Linked DNA regions of Danio rerio: region 1 is linked to region 2. A link is a contact called in public HiCAR-type data. All regions are on one chromosome and are shown on one strand. The core of a region is the stretch at or near the end of the contact, and the rest is flanking DNA. Distances in the headings are between cores, read along the strand shown. Region 1 holds the start of ifi44f1 (interferon induced protein 44f1). Region 2 holds the start of rabgap1l (RAB GTPase activating protein 1-like).

Region 1 (5,679 bases), core at 2,702-5,201, 160 kb after region 2:
GATTTGTTGTCAAGTCCAGTCCGCTTTGCACAGAAATTGATCTTAAAATCATTCCGTATTAAGAAGTCACTTTATTTTTTAATAGCTATTAGCAAACAGCATATATGTTGACAATTTCAATGCAAGACCCCCTTTCCAAAGTCGACTTGTCTTATCATTACCCTAAAAAAATGTTTTCAAAGCTCATTTTGAATCACAAACTCACTAAAACCAAGTAAAAGCTGCCTAATGTGTTATATAGCACAATACTCTAATACTTTGTACTCAAATACCTTACCATTATTGTTGTAAACAAACTAAATTTTTTGCAACTGACAAGGTGATGGTATTCTACATATTTTTCTGCTCCTACATAGGAGCAACATCATCCAGATAGTCATCAGCGAAGTTGAGCATCTGCTGTAGAGCGGTGAGAAGCAGGACGTCACAGTTGAGCTCCAGCTTCAGCTCCTGACTGTAGTTCTTCGCCGGTAAAACACAAGACACCGGCACACCCAACCGAGAGCTCACCTCCTGCACCTGCACACACACAACACCAGCTCACAGGCTTCAGGCTTTAGCAGGAGCATCAGTGACTACAAAGATAGATTTGGAAACGAACTAGCTGATGCTTTGGTTTATGAATATTTGGTTTTTAAGGCTCGCAGAATTCTGATAGTGATCAGTTTTGTTCACCAGAGAGGGTGAAGGTTCTGGAAAGTGCTTGTACAGAAATAAGAACAGTTCATGTGATCATGATGTCTCACCTTCGTCTTGATGTAGGAACTGAGATAAAGGTTTTGAAGGTCTTCCTGCACTAGTGGACAAGCTTCATCTACTTTTGTCATCAAGACAATCTGAGCAATGCCTGAAATAGTTTGAGGTATGTTGACTTATGTATATTAATTACTTCAATTTACCTTTGATTGGTCACAAGATATGCATAAATGTTCACTAACCCAGTGAGTTGACTTTTCTGCGTATGGCAGACAGTTTTTCCTCTAGTTTCTCAGACATGAGGGAGATTTTGGTGGCGTCGATCACGTACACCACACAGTGGATCTTCTCCTGTAGAGACGCAGATCTGGAGGACTTTTGCTCATCAGGTTGAAATGGTGTGACTGGATTGAACTGAATCAGCAGGATTTATATTTTAGCATTCACACTTCAGTCTTCATTCATTTTGGAGATTCAGTAAGTGCTCTTACTTTATAGCGGTCTGGTATTTGTCCTTGAAGAATGCTGCTGATGTCCTCAATGTCCAGTCCTGCTCCTGATTGCTCCTCGAGGCCCATGGTGTCACACAACACAAACGGCAATGGCTTTCCTTCACGACCATCTTTAATTGGGTAAGTTCGAAACTGTCAACCAAGAAGAGAAACGTATCAGAGACTCAGGAGTCGTCTGTGGAAAACTCTGCTGAATCTGTACCTGTGTGGTCAGACTGGTGTCTGCAGATCCTGACATGGCTTTGCTGGTTATGCGACCCATAAAGATGGAGTTTATAGAGTTGAAGAAACTGGATTTTCCAGCACCAACAGGACCAATCATCAGGATTCGAATATGGCTGACAGAAGATGTCAGGGGTTTATAATTCCTGATCATTTCCATGAGCTCTGCTTTTTGTCTGTGACAGATCAAAACTTAATTTAATAACATTTTAACTAACTTATTACCAATGTTAATAAATATAGCAAGGGGAAAACTTACTCGGCTGTCCACAGAACATTCCTCCATGGCTTCAGATAGTCTGACAGAGGGCTTTCAGCTGAAGTAATGCCAACAATTAATTTATTGATACACTTGTAAATGTTTACTTATAGAAACTGGAGGTTATTTACTGTCTATGGCTATTTTCTGACGATTGACTTACTCTGCTTTACTTTGTACACCTCACATTCAGTCAGGGCACAGTCGTTTCCATATAGTGTTGAAGAATTAAAATTGAATGCATTCATTGCGCTAACATTTCCAAACAGTCCACCTTGGGATGCTCCTCGATTAGACACAACTGGTTGGTTGTTGTTGCAGAAGTACAACTTGTTGCCAAAGTTGGGTCCTTCATCGCCATCATATCGTGCATAACATCCGCTGTTAGCCTTGATGAAAAGGCTGGTATTGCCTTGAAAGCTAAACAGAAACGCTGCCTCATCCCTAATTTCCTGGCCACTTTGAGTATAATCTACACTAGTGTATCCACCGAAGATGTAGCCTGAACGATTGTAGGCTACTAGTAAAGTGGGACCCTGATTGTCACATTTCTGATGAAAGGCAGAAGCTTTATATCCATGAACTGAAGCTTTATAGAGAAGAGTCAGATCCACATCGCCAATTGATGCACAGAGCTGATCTTTCTGCTCATCTGATAAAGTGAGTGGAGCTTGACTGACTCTGACAGACCCACCGAAGGTAAATCCACCTATAGGTGTACTGCTGTACATCTAAGTAAGAAGAAGCATATATGAGTTGAGTTCTGTGTGATACTGTTAGAAAGTCATCTTCTATATCTGATAACGACATATATCATGATTTACCACTGTTTCTGTAAATGCAATCAATTATTAGTTTTTTTGTATACTCTCAGAAAAAAAGGTACACGGTGGTACAAATAATGTTCCTTAAGGGCCAGTTTTGTACCTTTGTAAAAGTTGTACCTTATATGGAACAGAAAAGACCTCTTATAATACTGTTCTGTACCTTTTATGGTACAATTCAAATAAAGGTACATAATTGTTCTCTTAAAAAGGTACACTCTCAGAAATAAAGGTACAGGAGCTGTCACTGGGGCGGTACCTTTTTTAAACGGTAAATATTTGTACCTGAAGGGTCCATAATGGTACTTCAGAGGTACTTTTTAGGTACATTTGGGTACTAATATGTATCTTTTGAAAAGGTACTGCCCCAGTGACAGCTCCTACCTTTATTTCTGAGAATGTACATAAGTGTTGGATAACTCCTTCTTTGTTACAATATCTATGAAAATAAATATTACTGGAAAGGCAAGATGATTTATGAATAATTTCCATATTAAAACATGAATTATCATTTAAAAGTGTGTTTAAAGAAACTCATAAACAATAATTATTAAGTTCTATAATGCAATAATACAAAACAACTGGTAAAACATTTGTATCTTTGATAAAGGTACATTTTAGTTTCCCATGGTATAAATCATGTTCTTAAAGGTACAAACTGCAATGGTACAAATTTGTTTCTTTGTCTTAAGGTCCAATTCTGTTCCATAAAAAGGTACTGCCCCAGTGTTAAGGGTTTGTACCTTTTTTGGTACAACATTGTACCATTTTTTCTGAGAGTGTACTGACCACATGTAAAGGACTTTATTTTTACATTTAAAGTATATGCTCAGAATTGTGCTCACTCATATCTGATTATATTTCTCATTTTATTTAGAGCATTAGGGCAAATGTTTGATTAGAAATATAAAAATAATACTAATCAAATATAATAGTTTGCAAAAACTAATGATTACAGGTGCAATATAAAATGAAAAATAAATATATTGTACTTTAAAGATTGCAACGTTTTCCCGATACTGTTATTCATGTTTGTCTTCATCCCAGTATATAATAATGAGCTCATATAAATTATGAAAAATTCTTACCACAAATATTGTATTTAGACACACTGCGAAATAAACAATAAAAGTATAATATGAAACCGTATACGTTTTTATTTTGTTTATACGATATACATTTTGTCTTCTTGCACAGCCCTACTCACAGACTTGAACAGTCACTCTGAAATTCTACCGATGCTGATTAGCCGGAATCGAAAGTGAAACTACACCAATATATTTATATATAATTTTTTACAGCGTATTTAAATGTTACATTTTCTCTGGACGATATTTCTTACTTTGATATAGAGCATAGGTCTTACCTTACGCTCCACGTTCTCTCCGAAATTAAACATTTCAAACTTGGTTTCATATCTTTCACACACAGCCGATCATCAAGTTTCGCTCTTCTAATCAAACCCCACCACCTTGTTATTTCAGTTTAATGTCACACTAATTTAACACTATTGGCATTCAGTTATATGAGAATAAAATGATAAAATAAGTGTGATATGTTTTTCTATGTTTTTTATTTCATTAAAAATACGTAACATTTTAACAGTAGAATTTAGTATTACATTTTAATGAAAATTAACATTTTGATGAAAATATTTCATTTTACATTTTAATCCAGTACGCATGCCTCAACTGAATGTTCCACAGACTATATATATATATATATATATATATATATATATATATATATATATATATATATATATATATATATATATATATATATATGTGTGTGTGTGTGTGTGTGTGTGTGTGTGTGTGTGAGTGTGTGGAGAGAATAATAATTAGGCAATTCATGATAACATATGAAAATTCTCCCGCCTTTTACTGGAAATGGTTAGCAACCTTCTGCTTCTGTTTTTAAGGTTTGTGGTTTAATTTTGGAGGAACATGTTTCAATGTAATAAAACAAAGAAATCATTTAATTTATAGTATAGACTCCATTTGTAAAATCAACTCTTTCTTTTACATTTTCCATAATGATTTATTCTATCTAAAACCTCTTTCTGATTGGATGGCCCAGTCTTGTTTTTCTCAGATGCAAGTTTTACTTTAATTTCCAGTTTATTATAAGATTTTATATGCAGCTTAATTCCTCTACATCATCATTAACAAATTTACTTTCATCATAACGAATTTGGCACTTGTGATACTGGACTATAAACATTCCACAGTGTGAATGTACACAGAGTTCTTAAATATTCTGATTCAGGTATTTATTAAAATATCAATATTCCGCTTTGAAGGAAGTCCAGCACACTTTCACACAAACAAAAACAACAACAAACAGAAGAAATAACACCCACAGTCAATAAGTACCTTACTCAGTTTATTTAATAGCTATAAGGCTCTATATGTAAAAGGTATGTGTTGAAAGTTTCAATATATTCTAAAGAAATTTGTTTTCTTGTTAACCGAGAAAATTTTATAAATCCTACTGTTTGTACCACAAACTCACCATTGGCCAATTTTAAAGTTGATAGGTGGTTTAACTAGTATAAATGCATACCAAGGAAAATAATATACTATAAACTGCATGAAAATTCACTACTGACAAGGTAGCACTATTCTGCATATTTTCATGACTTTTTTAGTCTCAAGATTAAATCATATATAGCACAAAGTATTGAGAAAATAAAAACAGCTTTTCTTTATTTAGGAGCAACATCATCCAGATAGTCTTCAGCGAAGTTGAGCATCTGCTGTAGAGCGGTGAGAAGCAGGACATCACAGTTCAGCTCCAGCTCCAGCTCCTGACTGTAGTTCTTCACCGGTAAAACACAAGACACCGGCACACCCAACCGAGAGCTCACCTCCTGCACCTGAACACACACACACAACACCAGCTCACATTCAGGCTTTAGCAGGAGCATCAGTGACTACAAAGATAGATTAGGAAACAAACTATCTGATGCTTTGGTTTATGATTATAGGGTTTTTAAGGCTTGAAGAATTCTGATTATGGTAAGTTTTTTCACCAGAGAGGAGCAGAGAGGGTGAAGGTTCTGGAAAGTGCTTGTACAGAAATAAGAACAGTTCATATGATCATGATGTCTCACCTTCGTCTTGATGTAGGAACTGAGGTAAAGGCTTTGTAGGTCTTCATC
Region 2 (4,845 bases), core at 415-2,914:
ATAACTACAGCAAAGCCCCTGACAGCATTTCAAAGATCAAGTATGTTTCGATTAATCCCCAGGTCTGTTGGGAAAATATCTGGGAAAATATCTCTGTTTCAGCCGCTGTGTCCACTCTGCAAGGTCGGCAGGTCTTCATCCAGTTCACTGTAATATTCTTCCGAACTGTATTAACATTTTGTGGTGCAAATAGACTTACTGAACCTATCAGGGGGAAAGCTATCAAGCAAAAAAATAAAAAAATAAAATAAAATATATATATATATATATATATATATATATATATATATATATATATATATATATATATATATATATATATATATATATATATATATTTATACTGGTGCATTGGTATCCTAGTACTTAACTAATCTCCCTTTAACCTCCTGTCAATACAATTGTATTTTGGGACATTTCCAAAATATGTGAACATAGCCCCCCACTTCTCCACAATCTCTCTTAATTGTGATAATTATATAGAACGATCAAATTTGAGGGCCATTAATGGAACTCTGAAGAACCTCGTCTTCATCTTCAAGTCGAACTCCTTCCATATTTGACTGCTTACAATTTGGGCATATTTGTTTCCACATTTCATCCTCTATTATAGTGTTTAAGTTTAATTCCCAATTTATTTTAATATAATAAGAGTTGTCAGATTTATCCTGCATTTTTTTTCTATATAAATAGGCCACATGCAGCAATGGATTTTAATCATTTGACTAATATATAGGTAAACATACAGGTAAACATATATGCACAGCACACACACACAAACACATAGACATATAGGTACATATATAGATACATGTATGCATGTACACATATGTACATATATAGGAAAATGGTCAATGCTATGTCAAGTATATTAAAAACCTTAATCAAAACCTTAAAACATATTTGTCTATAGGTTCTTTCCGTGTGGGTTATATTTCATTGTTTTATGTTTTGAAAGACGTTTTTATTTTTTTTATTTGATAAATTTTATACGTGAATTACAATTTGGTACTTCGATCAGAACATTTTATATATAAACAAAATTATTATATTGTATAAAAATAAATATATTATTAATGAATTAATTCATTATATATATATATATATATATATATATATATATATATATATATATATATATATATATATATATATATATAGTAAATTTGACATTTTAATATTAATACTATTTTGATATTTTGACATTTATTATCTGAACCACATTTGATATATTATAGATATAGACTAGTATTACTGTCTTTTTTTTTACCCTATAGACTCATGGCTCATGAACATGTCCTGCTTGTTATCAAACTATTTAATAAGTAACAAGAGGCAATTTAATCCTAACTTATTTATCTAATTTAAATTACCTGTCATAACTTTATTTATTAATATGTGGCTCTTTTTGGATTCTCAGAAGCTTTATAAATTAAAACAAGATATACGTAGGGACCACTGTGTTTGTTTACATCCCTCAAAATGGTCTCATCTGACTATTTTAAAAAAAATAATCTACATGAAATGCGGCGCTGCTGACTCATCATTGGTTGCTTTGAGCAGGTGGGCGTGTCTCTGTGCCCAGCGGCGCTGTGACGTCTCTGCGCCATGTGAACGCGGCGGCGCGAGCGCTGATGAGGTTTGCGGATGTTTGTGCGTGTACTGTGCACGCGCGGCGCGCCGCTCAGCTGACAGACAGCAAGTAAGTTGATTTTTCCCTCTCAGGAAACTCATAACACACACTGAAATGAAAGAAAGCGTCCTCGTTCACCACACACACGCGTTGGGGTTTGTTTAATGTGCCGCGTAGGTGTGTTTCATGGCTTTTTCGAGGGTCACGAACGCTTGTTTTAAAGTTAAACTGGCTGAAAATGAGCTAATTGTTGATTAGCAGTGGCTAGCTGGCTAACAGACTAGATTCAGTTTAAGTTTGGCTTCTTCTTACTGACAGCAGTCCCTGTGTTGAAGATTTGAAGCAGTTGTTTTGATGTGTGATTGAGGACGAGTTAAGAAAACCCTAATTAAACGGAGTTTGGTGAGGTTTGTGTTATGGCTGAAGGCGTTTCCTGTCTGTTTCTGCCAATCTCTCACTGGTCTGTTTGCTAATATTGTGCAGCTTTCAGCTCCTTTAGGATTTTTGAATATTTGACCTGTCTGTAAATTGCTGGACATGGCAGGCTAGGTAAACAGAATTCGTTTTGTAATACTGTATGTATATTGTACAGGACACACATGACATTTCAGAGGTTAGAAAGGTGTTTAAAGATCTATTTCTGTATCTGTAATTTCTTACGTTTTATATATATATATATATATATATATATATATATATATATATATATATATATATATATATAACTTAAGAAATATAATCTACATGAAATATATATATTAAAATAAAAAACAGAAGAAAATACTGATATAAATATATGTCTAAACATCTTTATATATACTTGGGTAACGTTGGTTTTATATTTGCACATTCGTTCAGTGACATGCTTCCTATATTGTTTACCATGGTACTTTAAATATTCAGTCTGAAATCACATGTAAATATGACTTAAAATAACATTTAGCACTATTTTATTGACTAAACAGTGTTGCACTCTGATTGTCATTGGCAGGTAAAATAATTTGACTATTTAGAAATTGCAAAAGAATAATTTTCTAAAATTATACTGTTAAGGTGAATGTACAAATATGTGAATATAAAACCAACTTTACCTAAATGTGTATGTATGTATATATATATATATATATATATATATATGTATGTATGTATGTATGTATATATATATATATATATATGTATGTATGTATGTATGTATGTATGTATGTATGTATGTATGTATGTATGTATGTATGTGTGTGTGTGTGTGTGTGTGTGTGTGTGTGTGTGTGTGTATTATACATATAATACATATACATACAGTATTAGCCCCCCTATTTATCCAGATTCATAGCCCCCTGAATTATTAGCCCCCTTATTTATTTTTTTCCTAATTTCTGTTTGACGGAGAGATTTTTTTAAACACATTTCTAAACATGATAATTTTAATAACTCGTTTCTACTAACTGATTTATTTTATCTTTGGCATGATGACAGTAAATAATATTTGTTTAGATATTTTTATAGACACTTCTGTAAAGCTTAAAGTGACATTTAAAGGCTTTGCTAGGTTAATTAGGTTAACAAGGCAGGTTAGGGTAATTGGGTAAGTTATTGTATTATGATGGTTTGTTCTGTAGATTTTTAAAAAATATATATAGTTTAAAGGGGCTAATGGTTTTGACCTTAAAATGTTTTTTAAAAAAATTAAAAACTGCTTTTATTCTAGCTGAAATAAAACAAATAAGACTTTCTCCAAAAGAAAAAATATTATTAGACATACTGTGAACATTTCCTTGCTCTGTTAAACATTATTTCGGAAATATTTAAAAAAGAAAAAAAAAATGTAAAAGGGGGGCTAATAATTCTGACTTCAACTGTATACTTTTTATATAAGCTATTAATGCTTAAAAGAGTAAAAGAATATCCCGACAATGACTAAGCCACAAATTAGAGGGTGCATTAAATAACAACCTATTTTTGGCGGCCTAAAATTTGGTACATCTCTAATATTGTCACACTTCTAGATTTCCATTGTTGCACATTTCTGCTGGCTCTGAGATCAATATAGAGTAAAAAAGACCAGATATCATTGTAATCGTAAGAAATTATCACAATAATAGTTTATCGACCCAGCTCTCTCTCTCTCTCTCTCTCTCTCTCTCTCTCTCTCTCTCTCTCTCTCTCTCTCTCTCTCTCTCTCTCTCTCTCTCTCTCTATATATATATATATATATATATACACACACACACTATTTTTGTTAAAAACTAAAATAATTTTAATACTTTATAAAATAGAAAAATAATATCATATAACAGTAAATAATCACATTTCAGATGATGATGATTGTTGTTGTTTTCTTTTTCTCAGTTTATTCTTTTTTATAGGAACTAGAAATGTAATATGCACTATAATAAATATTTGTATGAAAATCACAGAGGTAAATTACGCATAATATATGTTATAATTATTGAGGTAAAGTTGGTTTTATGTTGCCATATTCGTTCATTTACGGTCCCAGTATTTTTTACCAGGGTAATTTGAATATTGGGTCTGAAATCGCATGCAAGTATGACTTCAAAGCAACATTAGCACAATTTAATTGACTGTTAATTATGTTGTACTGTGTTGGTCACTGGCTGATAATATGAGTTCCCTATATAGAATTTGCAAATAATGCGTTTCTGAAATGATATTATTAAGGAGAATGCCAGAATGTGTGAATATAAAACCAAATTGACCTCCATGTTTTGATTATATATTAAAAGGATTATGAAATATTATTATAATATCATAATTCTCATTTAGAATTGCCAAGCTCCATTTAAATAAAAAAAAATGAAGTTTCAGTTTTCTGTTGTTACATTTTATTTTAAAATTTTGCACTTTCGACTTTCCTTTCTGTTGTGTCCTGTTTACTCAGCTTGTTAATATTTACCAGTTTTCTGCCTTTTTTAAAATTTGAAATCTGCTTAAATGAAAAAGTCATCTGATATACTGCTGTTGTATATTATTATTAAGATTCTAAAATCAGTTTTTATGAATAGGTTGTGCAGCTCAAACCATGTTTAACAAAACGTGCAGAAGTTATTGTAAAATTTTGTGATTTACATAATACAAATGAGCTGTTTCGTGTGCTAGTTTGTATAGCTAATGTTTGAAAGGCTCAGGTTGGTTAAGCAAATATGATGGTTTGTTTAACAACGGTGTGGCCTCAGCTGTTAGCCTTGAACTTC

Evidence for each region. HiCAR-type assays count read pairs that join an accessible place to other places.
Region 1: a contact with region 2 is called in a HiCAR-type map of caudal fin, with 5 times the contacts expected there. The contact joins the promoter of ifi44f1 here to the promoter of rabgap1l in region 2. A contact is called at or near these places in 2 of 18 Hi-C or Micro-C datasets (embryo and an unstated tissue) and 1 of 4 datasets of contacts at active chromatin or transcription factors (caudal fin).

Annotation. Positions count from the first base shown.
Region 1 is chr22:17,149,144-17,154,822 of GRCz12tu, forward strand. It overlaps ifi44f1 (interferon induced protein 44f1), which reads right to left and starts at 3,952. Exons shown (of 8, transcript NM_001128684.1): 1 at 3,880-3,952; 2 at 1,853-2,420; 3 at 1,690-1,747; 4 at 1,411-1,606; 5 at 1,188-1,340; 6 at 939-1,110; 7 at 747-847; 8 at 4-519. The coding sequence starts at 2,420. The coding sequence ends at 349. si:ch211-197g15.9 reads right to left here. Exons shown (of 9, transcript XM_073936806.1): 8 at 5,632-5,679; 9 at 4,891-5,394. The coding sequence ends at 5,224.
Region 2 is chr22:16,995,139-16,999,983 of GRCz12tu, forward strand. rabgap1l (RAB GTPase activating protein 1-like) reads left to right here and starts at 1,665. Exons shown (of 26, transcript XM_073936803.1): 1 at 1,665-1,702.